Linked DNA regions of Triticum aestivum: region 2 is linked to region 1. A link is a contact called in public Hi-C data. All regions are on one chromosome and are shown on one strand. The core of a region is the stretch at or near the end of the contact, and the rest is flanking DNA. Distances in the headings are between cores, read along the strand shown.

The links. A called contact is a pair of places that touch in the nucleus more often than the background predicts.
Region 2: a contact with region 1 is called in a Hi-C map of leaf, with 4 times the contacts expected there. The contact joins the promoter of LOC123187067 here to the promoter of LOC123187056 in region 1. A contact is called at or near these places in 3 of 5 Hi-C or Micro-C datasets (all in leaf).

The regions. Positions count from the first base shown.
Region 1 is chr2A:18,678,926-18,685,779 of IWGSC CS RefSeq v2.1, reverse strand. LOC123187056 (UNC93-like protein 1) reads left to right here and starts at 4,687. Exons shown (of 2, transcript XM_044598816.1): 1 at 4,687-6,038. The coding sequence starts at 4,858. It overlaps LOC123187059 (UMP-CMP kinase 2), which reads left to right. Exons shown (of 9, transcript XM_044598820.1): 8 at 524-588; 9 at 1,231-1,544. The coding sequence ends at 1,237.
Region 2 is chr2A:19,020,803-19,027,824 of IWGSC CS RefSeq v2.1, reverse strand. It overlaps LOC123187067 (cullin-associated NEDD8-dissociated protein 1), which reads left to right and starts at 4,126. Exons shown (of 29, transcript XM_044598829.1): 1 at 4,126-4,419; 2 at 5,701-5,786; 3 at 5,887-6,056; 4 at 6,530-6,737. The coding sequence starts at 5,751. LOC123187068 (1-aminocyclopropane-1-carboxylate oxidase homolog 1-like) reads right to left here and starts at 3,162. Exons shown (of 1, transcript XM_044598830.1): 1 at 1,722-3,162. The coding sequence starts at 3,077. The coding sequence ends at 1,893. It overlaps LOC123187069, which reads left to right. Exons shown (of 3, transcript XM_044598831.1): 3 at 1-215.

The DNA.
Region 1 (6,854 bases), core at 3,438-5,937:
CCTTTTGACATGCATTTTCCTATTTCCTTCACACGGAAACAGAGCTCTACCTTCTGTTGTAGAAGTTGATCCAAAAGGCTTCTTAATGTGCAACATTAAACTATACCTGGCTTATTTTCTTGAACTTTTACAAATGCCAATATATATTTGAGAAACATCAAACATATGGGTTACCAATGTATAAATAGCAGGATAGTGTTTCCAGGGAATCATAGGACAGAGAGGCAGAGCCAGGATGCGATTCCCTCGTGTTCTGAATTCATATAACTGCAAGACCATTTTTCTATGGTGTGGGGAGGGGAGTGAGATCAGAGATCTGCGTATTTATTTGATATTAGATGAGTGTCTGCAATTCACTCATTTTGGAAGAAATTGCTAATCTCTTCAGAAGGGGTACATATCAGGGATATAACACAGTAACATATTCTGTATACCACTCATATTCAGGATCTGTAGGATGTCTTATTTATTTTTGAGACTTGACCTTTAGGGTGTCTAAGAGTACTTGTTGAACTCCATGCAGATAAATGCAACGGGAACTGAAGATGAAATCTTTGAAGCAGTTCGCAAGTTGTTTTCCTCCTTAAGGTAAATCCTGATGTTTAAGACACGAAATTCCTCTCATTTACTGTGACTATGTCCGCTCTCCTGAAGGAGATGCACATTCTTGCATCATCTGATTTCTGATTGCTTGCATATTATTTTCTAGTCCCAATTACTGTAGTTCTGAAAGCTTTTCAGTCCTCACATATTTAGCATATCCCAACCCTCAGTCCTCACATATATTGCAGCACCCACACTTTTTCAATACATTAACAAGTGATGGCATGTTCTTTATACTAAGCCTGCCATTGCAGCTAGGGCAGGCCGTCGCTATAAGCAGAAGGGTATTGCTTGTAGGTACAAAGAGCTTGCGTTCCTGAATCCTTGCCATTTGTGTTCACTGTGCACAATAAAGAAAGACAAACTGACAAGCAAAATGAACATGGTAGCATTTATCTTACTGATTGATGGATAAGGAAGAAGAGGTCCAGGATGTTGCTACGTCGCAAACTTTGTCATCTAGCTGACTCGCCGAACCCTCGCCTGTAGCTAGTTTCTCGACACGTTTGACTAAGCAACGCTAGCAACTTGCGGTTGTCCCAGCTTATGATAAAGATGCACTCCTACTTTGTTGCTACATATACACAAGGTAGTTGCAATCATTTGACCATTTCACCCTGTTTGCAGGCTATGAGGAGGCTGTCGTCTTCCGCGCGAGCGGGGGGAATTGGAATTACGCCTGGCGGAAATTCTCTCTCCCTCTTTTCTTTTACCTTTACATCTCTTAGCATAATAATTGTACATATTCTGATACACGGACCATTCCTGTGAAAACAGAGGGCCCCTGGTGAAACGCCCAGCCTGCCTGCTATGATAAACCCTGACCCTTGCGCTCTCGTCACGCGCCACGGTATACGATACTTCAGACTGCAGCAAAACTGCTACAACGATATTTTTTTTCTGCCAACACCCTACAAATATATGTCTGCCGTGTTTTTTTTACCAGGATAATATAGTTGTATGTATGTGCGCCGTGCTTGTGTTGTGACGATTTGCTGGGTATATATCTATGGAGAGATGAGGTGAGAGCTGCAGGCGTCCGATAAACTAGTGATTTGACTGGAGGAAAAAGGCCGTGTACGTTTGGATTTAGTTAATGTGAACTGCCGGCGTGTTATTGTCAGTTCTTGACCGGCCGTTTAGCAGTAGCTGATGCCATCTTCAAACGCTCGCCAAAAAAAAAAAATGTGTGGAGCGCCGGCGCTTCCACGCTGAGGCTAATCTGAAAACTCCCCATCACCAAAAGGTTGTTTGTTTATGTACTCCACGGGAGGAGAAAGCTCTGCTACTATTGACTTCTGCTGTTCCTTTTTCTTGCCTGCATCATCGCCTTGCAGGCCATGGAGCGTGGACACCTGGCACTTGCTTGAGTGCCAGGGCATCATCGTCTTCATCGTTGTGCTGACAGGTGGACTTCTCCGAGGCCCTCTTTGGATCCTAGGAATGAATGGAACACGTGGAAACAGATGGAAACTCTTGAATGGAAATTGAAAAGGAAATGGAGCCTCAGTTCCTTTGAAAATGGTAAGACCTTTGGCGCAAGAAGAAGGGGCGGTCCATATCATATTGACTTGGTTCTGTCCCTCCTCTTTTTTTTTTTTTTTAAGAATACCGAGTCGGCTTCTTCTCCTACCAGTGTCGAATATGAATTCGATTGGAGTATATGCAAAGGCAACACGGATGATTGCGAACGGAACAAGTGAATTTGATGTCAATATGCGAAGGCGACACAGATTATTGTGAAACGCAGAAAGGTCGCAACTTTTTTTTCCTACGGGCATGTGAAAACTGTCTCGATCGCACGCACATAATCCGGGAAATGAAGAGGTTGAGGCGAACCTGAAATTCGTGTTGGAATCTAGGTGCGGAGAAAGAGATGACACGTCACGAGCAACGTCGGCATCGACTGGACCAAGCTACCATGAGTCAAGGAGTGAGGTCATGTGAAGACTTTTTGGGAGCAAAACTCCAACAGGGCCGAGCATGTCATAGCCAACCAAAAATTTCTCATCTATACGTTTCCATCCAAAAAAAGAGAGCAAGTTGAAGTGATTGTCTCCAAAAAAGACCACATTCTGCACATTCACACAGTCAAGAAACCATAAATGTGCCCCCGCAGGGAGAAAACATAAATGTGACTATTATTTTGTACCACTATATATAATTATAAAACCTAACAGAATGTACGAATGTACTCCCTCCATAACGCTCTTATATCTCTTTACAGAGGGAGTATATTTTAGACAAATCTATAGATACTGATCTTTACACGTGTAGGGGAAACTTTTGAAAGGGAAAAGCGAGAGTATATTTTAGACAAATCTAATGTTTTGCAATGTTATTTTTTTCGGAAAATCGAAGGTTTATTTTTAGAATGAAAGTGAAAGGTTTCATAGTGGGAGCATTCTGCAATTAACTAGTATAAGAAGCTACAGCTTGTCACTTTGTCAGACGGAGTCGAGGAAAGGTCCATCTTGGACTCTACTAACCTCGTGTTAGCCTGCATGATTAACCAGCTAGCTGCCCCTAACGGTGAAAGCTAGCCAGGATTACGACCCCCTCTCCCTATGGATCTATGATTAGCTGGGTGTATTTGTCCTATGCCACAAACAACGGGCGAAGGTGATTCACTAGGAAGGACAGGGACGCAGCTAGCTGCAAGTTGCGAGCAAAATTCCAAAATTGCAGGACCAAGAATCTCAGCCCTGCGTCCTTGTGGCAATCAACCAAGCAATGTTCGATGGAGGAACATCGATCCTCCAAATAAAGAACAAGGGGATGTTGGGACGCTGTTCTTGCTGGCCCCACTGCCAAGTCATATTTATCAATGTAGGATGGATCTTTGACAGGGATAAGGTTGTGTGCCTTTGTGGGAAATGCATTGGAGCGCCCGAGTGTCACGTACCCCTATATGAAACTAGCATTAAAAAATATCAGAAAATTTCAAAAAAAAAATCAGAAATACACCTGTTTCATTTTCACAGGGAATGGGTGCCCGTGGTATCCATGGCGTGGGAATTACAGACATATGTTGCATCCAATTTTTTTTCTATACATACGACTTGTTTGTCCTTTTTACTAACATTAACATGGGCACCCATTCCCCACGAAATTGAACATGGGTGTACAACGGGCACCCAGTTTCATATTACAAAATTTTAGATTTTTTTTAAATTTCTAATATATTTTTAATGCTATATTCACATAGGGGTGCACCATTGTTAAAATGCCGGAATATCCCTTGTGAAAATTAATAAGTGTTTACTATGTGTAGTTTGGTGATTCTTCAAATCGCAATATTCGACTCTCCTATCTTTCACCCCTTCTCATCTCTGTCGGCTCATCTCGTGTGTGCACAAATCTCCTTCCAACTCGCATATGTGTTATGGAGATCATGATGAATTGTAATAAGAACTTATGAAAATAGAATGCCATATCTCGCAAAATTTAATTCAGTGTGCATTCCAATTGGCGATGATGATGATGCTCCAAACCAAATGTGGAAAATCCTACCTTCAAAATTCGTTCGTCTCCCCCTTCACCGCACCAAAACGAATAAATGGAAACAAAAAAAAATCCAAATTTTGATTGGGGCTCTTTTTTCAGAAATACTAACCGGTGAATGTTTCCTGGGAGGGGGGTGACAAGCGAACAATTTCTTAAGGCATTTTTAGGTGGTAGGAGATGGCTAATTCTGCTTGTTTTTGCCGCAAAAACTTTCTTCTTTCCAGAAACCGTCATGCGTATCTAAAAAAATTGCCATGTGTCTCTGAAAAAACTGTCAGCAAAAACGTTTGCAATACCACCCCTCACAACGAACGGTCGCCAGCTATTACGGTCTTTTTTTCTTTTTGCCACGTCGAACATGTTTTCGAAAATTTCAAAAAAAGAAAAAACTTTGTAGTAACAATCTTTGCTTATTACTTCGCCAAATAAATATCCATATTAAAGACGACGCACATATTTGAACTGATAAATGGGTAGTAATTAAGTTCCCAAATATACTGAATAAATGCAATCATCACTGACTAATGATGCTCCAAATGTCGCCCTCTGCTCCTCCTCAATGTCGCCGTCTCTTTCTCCCCCTTCTCGCAACAGAATCAAAACAGAGGAGCCACCAAGATCCCATCTATAAATACCGCCACCTCCGCCGATCGTCTTCCACCTCGCCTTCGTCCCCGCCGATTTGTCTCCACCCATCAGCTGCCGTCCTCACTCCTCTCCGCCGGCCGACCCATTCGGAGCGACGAAATGGCCGTGTCGACGGAGCTGCCGGAGGCCGGGTCCCCGCAGGAGCAGGGGACGGAGGCGACGGCGCCGCCTCCCCCCGGCCTGCGGTACAACTCGCCGCTGGTCCAGGTGTCGCTGATCGGGCTGGTGTGCTTCTGCTGCCCGGGCATGTTCAACGCGCTGTCCGGGCTGGGCGGGGGCGGGCAGTTGGACCACACCACGGCCGACAACGCCAACACGGCGCTCTACGCCTGCTTCGCCATCTTCGGCGTCCTCGGCGGCGCCGCCCACAACCTGCTCGGCCCGCGCCTCACGCTGCTCCTGGGGTCCCTCACCTACCCGCTCTACGCCGCCTCCTTCCTCTACTACAACCACCGCAAGTCCCAGACGTTCCCCATCATCGCCGGCGCGCTGCTCGGCGCCGGCGCGGGCCTGCTCTGGGCGGCGCAGGGCGCCATCATGACCTCCTACCCGCCGCCCAACCGCCGGGGCAGCTACATCTCGCTCTTCTGGTGCCTCTTCAACCTGGGCGGCGTCCTGGGGGGCCTCCTCCCCTTCTCCTTCAACTACGCCCGCACCGACGCCGGCAGCGTGAACGACGCCACCTACGGGGCCTTCATCGGCTTCATGCTCCTCGGCGCCGCGCTCACCTTCCTCGTCCTCCCCCCCGCCAGGATCGTCCGGGACGACGGCACCCGCGCCACCAGGGTCACCTACTCCTCGGTGTCCACCGAGGGGTGGGAGATCCTCAAGCTCTTCACCAACTGGAGGATGCTGCTCATCCTGCCCGCCGCATGGGCCAGCAACTTCTTCTACACCTACCAGTTCAACAACGTCAATGGCCTCCTCTTCACCCTGAGGACCAAGGGCCTCAACAATGTTTTCTATTGGGGCGCGCAGATGATCGGCTCCGCCGGCATCGGATACTTCCTCGACTTCGGCTTCGCCAGCCGCCGGAAGAGGGGCCTCATGGGCGTCGCCGCCGTCGCCCTCCTCGGCACCGCCATCTGGGCCGGCGGCCTCGCCAACCAGCTGAGGTATCTCGACGGCGAATTCCCCGACAAGATCGACTTCAAGGAGGGCCGCCGCTACGCCGGGCCATTCCTGCTCTACTTCAGCTACGGCCTCATGGACGCCATCTTCCAGAGCCTCATCTACTGGATCATCGGCGCCCTCGCAAACGACTCACAGATCCTAAGCAGGTACTTAGACACTCTCCATTTATGCAGTAGTACATGCCTGCTGAATTTCCTAACAGGTTTTGGATTGGCAACAATTTAACATGATAGGTATGGAGTACTAATGACTAATCTTAACCTTGTTTCAGATATAATACTACTGTACTTGAATTGGTTAACTGTGAAGTTAGTATTAACACGGATAAATGGGATTCTTTAAATTTGTAGTGCTGAATTTAGCTGTAGAATCCACTGTTTGATTTGATAGAAGAACATCTCTCTTCTTCTTCTCATGCTTCTCACTCTGTTTTGTAGCAGAAGCAGACTCTGCTTTAGGAAAGTTTCAAAGTACACTACTCCCTCCGTCCCAAAATATAATAACGTTTTTACACTATACTAGTGCAAAAAACGTTCTTATATTTTGGGACAGAGGGAGTACTAGATAAGACACTCCATAAACTTTGGAGGGAGAGTCCACTGACTTCACACGGCTAGATTTGATATGAAAACATGGCATCTGAATCATCATCCCTGTGGTTGGAAAGGGGGTCATCTTTTTCGTGTGAAATACTAGTACTACACTTAACTCAAGTGAGTGTGATGACCTGGGGTGGTTCAAGTACCATGAGTCCATGACCATCACGGCAGATACTAGTTAAGGCAAAAGGATGCCTTGACTTCTGAACTCTGCCCCCTTCCAAAATCTGATTACAGGGGAAGCAACATTTCAGTCTCACTTTTCCCCCTTTTGGAATTACATGTCAGAGTCTTGTTTGCTGTCTCAAACCTAGTGCTATCCATCTTCAGAAATTCTTGCCCAATTTAATGCATCAGAAAATC
Region 2 (7,022 bases), core at 2,877-5,376, 340 kb before region 1:
TGTACTTTCTGTTGGCCGTGTTCCTTCTCCATGTTGCTCACCATGTCGTTCGTTCTCCTTCGTGTCGTGTGGTGATTATGCCGTTTGCGCTGTTTATGTGTAATTAACCGTACCAACTGTAACATGTATCCTGATCACCTGTTAATTTGTGTATCCCAAACTTGTTCATCATCTCCATCAGATATATGAAACTGATTGCGGATTGTCCAGACTCAGATCTTACTGCCAACTTTGTGTTTGCTCTGAGAATCATGACACTGAAGTTACCAATGCAATATGGATCACCAAACCAGGTCAGTTGCATTTTGGCCATCCCCAGATTTCCCATATGTTAACGCAGCAAGGTCCTTTACATCAAATGTAAACAATACAAGTTAGTTTGTCCGACAAAATACTCAGCTAACTGGCAGTCAGTTTTGCTTCTCTGCAGCCACTGTGACCTCCTCGACGACGACAACGACCTCGGTAGCCTCTTCAGCCTCCTCAGTCATTGGCACCGGCAGCTCGCTGACCTCGGGGATAAGCTCTTCAGTCACCTTGCAGGCGTCCTCGGCTTTTGGTGTCGAGGGGTCGACCAATGGCGCTTCAACGACAAGGACCTCATACTTGTCCTCGACAACCGGAGCGTCGGGTTCTACGGGTGCAGCGACAGCCTTAGGGGTGATCGGCATGTCATCCACCATGGGCTTCTCCCACTCAGGGAAACCCCTTGGACGGCTAGCACAGGAACCCATAGCCCGTTATGGATTGCTCCGGCTGTCGATCGCTGCCGGCACCGACCACCGACCGGCGCGTTGGTGCCTTGGCAGCGAACGCGGGGAAGAATGGCGGAGGGGTACCGACGGCTGAGGAGGAAGGGCTATTTGTAGTAGAGGAGCAAGGAAATTTGTTGGGCAGTAACAAGAGGATAAGGAGCAGACCATAATTAGGACATGCTTTGGCTGGTTTCCCGGGCTTTTCTGAGGATTCAAGAATTTGAATGGCAGTTATTTACCAGCTGTTACTTGCCGCCGTTTTGTTGGTTCCCGCGGTGTTTCCTTGGTATCCGAGAGGTGAAAGAAAGGCGGCAGCAATAGACACATGGAACATATGCTATACTGGTGGACTGTTCATCACGCGGAGCAAATTGCTGGTTGAAATTTAAATTTTACTGAGGTTTCAGTGCCACCGCCGACATCGGCAAACCCTGGATTCGAGCCAGGCTCGGCAGTAAATCAAAATGTGGTTGAATTTCAGCCAAAATTCGACCGAAAAGGTGAACCCTGGTGGAAACTTGACAGCCCAAACAGAGCACATGCATGAAGATGATGATGCCTCGTCAAGGACATGCCATCGATCTCTTCAAGAATATTTATCATGGTTCAACATTGGCTTTCGAAAGCACACTCCGATAACCCTAAAAAAAGGTACACTTTGATCAAATGCTGCACTTTTGCGATGCTGTTCGACGCACGGTCCCCCCAGCTGATGAACTTAGGAAACTCTCTCAGTATGTAATCAACAGCCAGTTGCTCATCGGACAGGGTAAACTAGTCTGCAGACTGCTCAACTTTCGCCGAAAGGCTCCTCTAGTCTAGAGAATAGAAAGACAGTGTGGCTGTGTGAGTGGCCATAGAGGAAGTGATGATGGGCACAAAGCGTTTGGAAATTTAAAATTCTGAATTCATGCTTCTTACTTTTGCTCTGCTCTTTCTGGCCGATCGCATGGAAACGAGGCTCAGTTAAGCTTACCGACCCCAATATTTTGATTTGTTTTGCTTTTGAATGAAGCACTCAACCTGTTACTGTTTGGCTTTGTGCATCAACCAAAATTCAAAAGGCATGGGCGGAGGACGGTGCAGAGCAGACATAGCAGAGTGAATATACAAGTTTGGAGGATTCAGTCATGAGATTCAGAGTCTGAAGTGCTGCAGTGCAGAGATGCCGGCGAGGCCCTTGACCTTGTAGTACTGCCGGACGACCTCCTCCACCGTCGTGCTCCTGTACCGCGCCTCGTCGCCGTCGGCGACGATCGGCGCCAGCACCCTCGTCGGCGCGGCGGCGCGGTCCGTCCGGAAGAAGCACGCCACCGAGACCCGTGGCCCCACGCCGTTGGACACCACGCGGTGCTCGACGCTCCTGAACCTGTCGTTGGACATGAGCTGCAGGAAGTCGCCCACGTTCACCACCAGCGCCCCGGCCACCGGCGGCACGTCCACCCACACCGCCTTGTCCTCGAGGTCGACGAGCACCTGGAGGCCGCCGACGGCGTCCTGGAGCAGCACGGTGAGGAAGCTGGCGTCGGTGTGCCGCGGGGTGCCGAGGGTGAGCTGCGGCTCCGGGCAGGCCGGGTAGTAGTGGCAGGCGAGGCTGAGCCCCTCCAGGCACCCGTGCTCCTCCTCCAGGTGGCCGGGGCGGAGGCCCAGCGCCTCCGACAGCAGCCCCAGCAGCGCGCGGCCCAGCCGCCGCTGCACCAGCCGCGCGTACTCCGGCGCGACGCGCCTGCACGCCGCCGGGAGCTCCTCGGGCGCCGGCGGCATCTCCATGAAGAGCGTGTCGCGCCAATTGGCCGCCGTCGACTGGAACAGGTCGAGGTTGCTCTGGTACCGCACACGCCGGCCGGTGTCCCGCGTGTAGTACGGCGCCTTGGCCTCCACGGGCTCCTCGATGAAGCCCCGCACCGCCGCCAGCATCGCCGACGTGGCCGCCTCCGGCACGCCGTGGCCCACCACCTGGAAGAAGCCCACCGTCTCCGCGGCCGCCCTCACCTGCGCGACCACCGCGGCCCGCGTGGTGGTGGTGCCCACGGCGGATGACAGGTTGATGACCGGCACGGTGAAGCGATGAGGTCGACTTGCGCCGTGGGTGAGGGACTCCGGCGGGTGGTGGAAGATGGACGGGACGGCGGTGACGCCCGCGTCCACCAGGCCCTTGACGCCGGCCCTCGTCTCGTCGAACGCCTTGAGGCTGATGGCGCGGAGGGGCTGGGCGGAGGCCATGGCATGGGCGCGCCGTGGAGTGATCGGTGCCGCCTGCTCCTTTTGATTCACTGGTTTGTGCGTGCCACGGGTGAGGTGAAGTCGTGGCCCTTTCTTCATCGAACGTGTCCGCCAGTGTCAGTGTGTTGCCGCCGGTGGTATCTCGTGGTTGCTGGCCATCAGCGGTGTAGACGTCACCGGCAAATGGTTGTGTGCAGACAAAAACAAGTACGAAAATAAATCTGGATATTTTGTTTTGTTACAAGACAAGATTTTTACCAATGATTTACTCCGTTGGCAATATGCAATATTGGACGGTTGCAAAAAACCCACACCTGTTTTATTCGGTTTTGCTAATTCTCAGTCGACCGAATAATTAGTTATATCTCAACCAACACCAAGGACTGTCGATCTCGACGACGTTGACGTCCATGTGAGTTTTTTTCCTTTTTGTAGACAAACGCTATGCTTTTGCTTTTTTATGTGATAGACGAACACTTTTTTTTGTAGCACAGACGGGGTTGAAACGAAAACTCGAAACTCATTAGCTAAATGAGTAGCTTGTGACTCGGCTCGACTTGAGTCGAACTTGTTGACTAACGAATCGACCCGAGTTTTAATCCGAGCTTGTTAATAAAATAAAATGAGTTCAACGACTCGAGCTAACGACTAACGAATCCATATTGTCATTTGTAGAGTGCATCAAATGTCTATTTAGTGTAAATTATTGATTGCTCCGGTTTTGTGAAGAATGTGTGTACTAATACTTTTTTGTGGATTAGTTGCTTAAATAATGTGTGTACATATACTTTTGCTATTCACATTTATAATGAGTTTAACAAGTTAGGCGAGGTAGCTCGCGAGTTACATGAGTCGAGCCGAGTTTGGGCTCGTTATGTTCACGAGTCAAGCTGAGCTACCTTGTAATCCCTCCGCCCCATGATATAAGAGCGTTTTTTACACTGGTCGACGGAGGGAGTACTTAGTAGTCTTAGGGTCTTTTTTGGAGCAAACAATTTCTTTTGAGGTTTTTTAGTAATTTTTTTTAGCAAATGCTATCGACTTAACTATTGATGGGCCATCCGTTCGGGCCGTCGCAGATAAATGTGCCGCTGGCCAGCCCAGCAAGCCCAGCCCAAGGGGTATATGTCCAGAACCCTAACTCTCCCCCAAATCCCCACTCCCCCGTGCTCAGCTCCGGCGCGGTGCTCTGCTCTCCTCCCCGTCCCCGGCAGCGGCGATCGGCAAGCGACGTCCCTCGTGCGCCGCAGCCGAGCGTTCTTCGGAGGGCGTCGTGCGGCATTGGGACTCCTCGCCACCGCAGCCGGCCTCGCCGACTACAAATCCCCATCCCCTCCCTTCCCCGCCCCACCCATCCAACCCCCCCTCCCAGGCGAGCCCCCGAGAAGTTTCCGATCGAATCGAAGCCAAGCAAGCTTCCCTCCTCCTCCTCCACCTCAAGGTACGCGAGCCTCCGACCGCTCCTCCTCTTGCCGGTGCCCCGCCCGTCGCCGTTAGGGTTGCTCTCGCTCGATCCGTCGTTGCTGGTTCCGCTCGTTCCATGCTAGTAGTGCTGGTTTGGATTTGACTGCTGATTCGGCTCGGTAGTGGGCTGCAGCGCAAACCCCTCTCGATTGTGCCTGGATTGCCGGGTAGATCTGCCGGTCTGAGACGCTGTTGGTGCTGGTTCTGTTCGTCTGTCTAGGTTTGTGTCGATTGATTCCGCTCGGTTGCTGCTAGTGCTAGGTCTCAGTTGTGGGTTTCTGGACTTTCCAGCGCTCAGGATGTCTTTGATGTTGCACCTGAAATTTTCTGTTCAAGTCGTTGGGCCTAGTAGTTGCTTGTAGGACTTGAGCATCGGTTCTGATCTGGAAATCATGTGTGTTTGATGATATTATTATCGTTGGTTCACCTAGACTTGGTAGCTTGCATCAGGCTTGAACATCAGGGTGCTGACCATGGTTACCCTGAGTTTTTACTCAGGTTCCTATTACAAAACAATGTCAATGTGTCCCAGTTTTGCTTCTCCGTTCGCTCCAGCGCCATCTGACGAGGCTCCTGGATCTAGGGGCATCGTCGCCATCCCGGCCTCTGTGTCCAGTGATTCAATTCATGGTTGTATAGTAGCGTCAGCGCTGTGTACTACTCTTTAGCACGGATGATGTACACACGGTGTGTCTACACGCGAGACTCTATGTTTGTGCTATTTTCGGTTGGTTGCTGGTGTTAAAAAGTATACAAATGGACTAGTGCTAATGTCATTCTTCTCTGTTCTTAAATTGCTCGATGTATAGATTTATGCCTTCTTTATCTTCTTTTCAATTTCTTTCTCTTAGTTGGTGTGCTGCTATGCTATAAAAGAAGACCATAGGGTGTACTACAACTGAATCTCATATCATGTGTTTTGAATCCCCTGTTTGCTTATTTTGCAAATATTTTGACCTCTATCCACAATAGCACGAATAAGTAACTAATGTTCGTTACTAACACAACATACACGTATCGCATGTGCTAGGCACATTGGTGTGAAGCGAGTCGTCAGGTGTTCGACCTCCACATTAGAGTGTTCTAAATTCTTTTTTTGGCCGTTTTTTCTCCATCCAGCTTACTTGTCCTGCCAGAATGCACCTACATTGATTCTGTTGGTTTGGCGCAGCTTTAAAAACCATGCACTTAGCAAGACATATTCTGTTAGGCTGTTGGCAATTGAACATGTCTCATTGCATAATTTGCTTTTTATTAGGATACTATTGAATACATTTGTGAAGAGGACTTGAACACAGGTTCGGCACGATGGCGAATACAAACATAACCGGCATATTGGAGAAGGTATCCATTATACTAATTTGCATTTCTTACAAAGGAATCATCAGTTTTTCCTCTTTATTCATGCTTTGTAACATTTTTTATTTCGTGTATGTGCTTTCAGATGACAGGGAAAGATAAAGACTACAGATATATGGCTACATCAGATCTGCTTAGTGAGTTGAACAAAGAGAGTTTCAAAGCAGATCAAGACCTTGAATCAAAGTTGACTAATATTGTTCTTCAACAACTGGAAGATGCTTCAGGAGATGTTTCTGGTTTAGCTGTGAAATGGTACCTTCTCCTTTAAAATTACTTAATCCGTTGTTTCGATTCTTCATGTTTGGCATGCTTGCGTTCTTCATGTTTGTATTGAAATTATCCTGTGTATACATTTGTGGCTCACATTTCTTTCTGGTGCGGTTATTGCGGAAGTAAGGATTTTGCATGTTAAGATCCTGTTATTGTTGATTATCCCTTCCTTCCTGCTAGAATTTGGGAACATTCTGACAATACTAGCTACGCTGTAGTACCTGTCAGATGCATTAGCCTGTTATTATTTGTTAAGAAGATGTCATCATACCTCTTCTATCTTCTAGATTGGCTATTGGCTTGCAATAACATTATTTTTTTAAGTACACTCATTTTCCTTATGTATTTGTGGGGTTAAATTTTTGCAGAGAAATTTGGTACCTAATTGGTTAATTGTATTACCTCCCCTACATCCATTCACTACATTTACTCTTGTTATTTCTTTTATTGTTTAGCTTGGCTCCACTTGTTAAGAAGGTTAACGAGGAAAGAGTAGTGGAGATGACCGACAAGCTTTGTGATAAATTACTCAATGGGAAGGACCAACATCGTGATACTGCTAGTATAGCTCTGAAGGCAGTCATTGTGGAAGTTACTACGGCGTCACTTTCTGAAAAGATTTTAGTTTCTCTTGCCCCGCAGCTAATCAACGGTGTCACCAATGTAAGTTTTTAATCTGTTTCGTGCTTGCCAGAATTTCCCTTTGTTATTGTAGGCCTCTTTAAGTATTAATTTATTCAGATGTCTAGTTTTGGTCTGGTAATTGAATTTTCCAGTGCTTGCTGGTTAAGGTTTAATGCTCCTCATACGGCCTTCTAATTGGGAAGGTGTTCATATGTGCAAGTCGGGAGTAGCTTTCTGTGTATCCATCGTATCTCACTATCTCATCCATTTGTTCCGTCTTACAATGGAAATGACCACTTGTATACCTTGTTCATTTGGTCATGC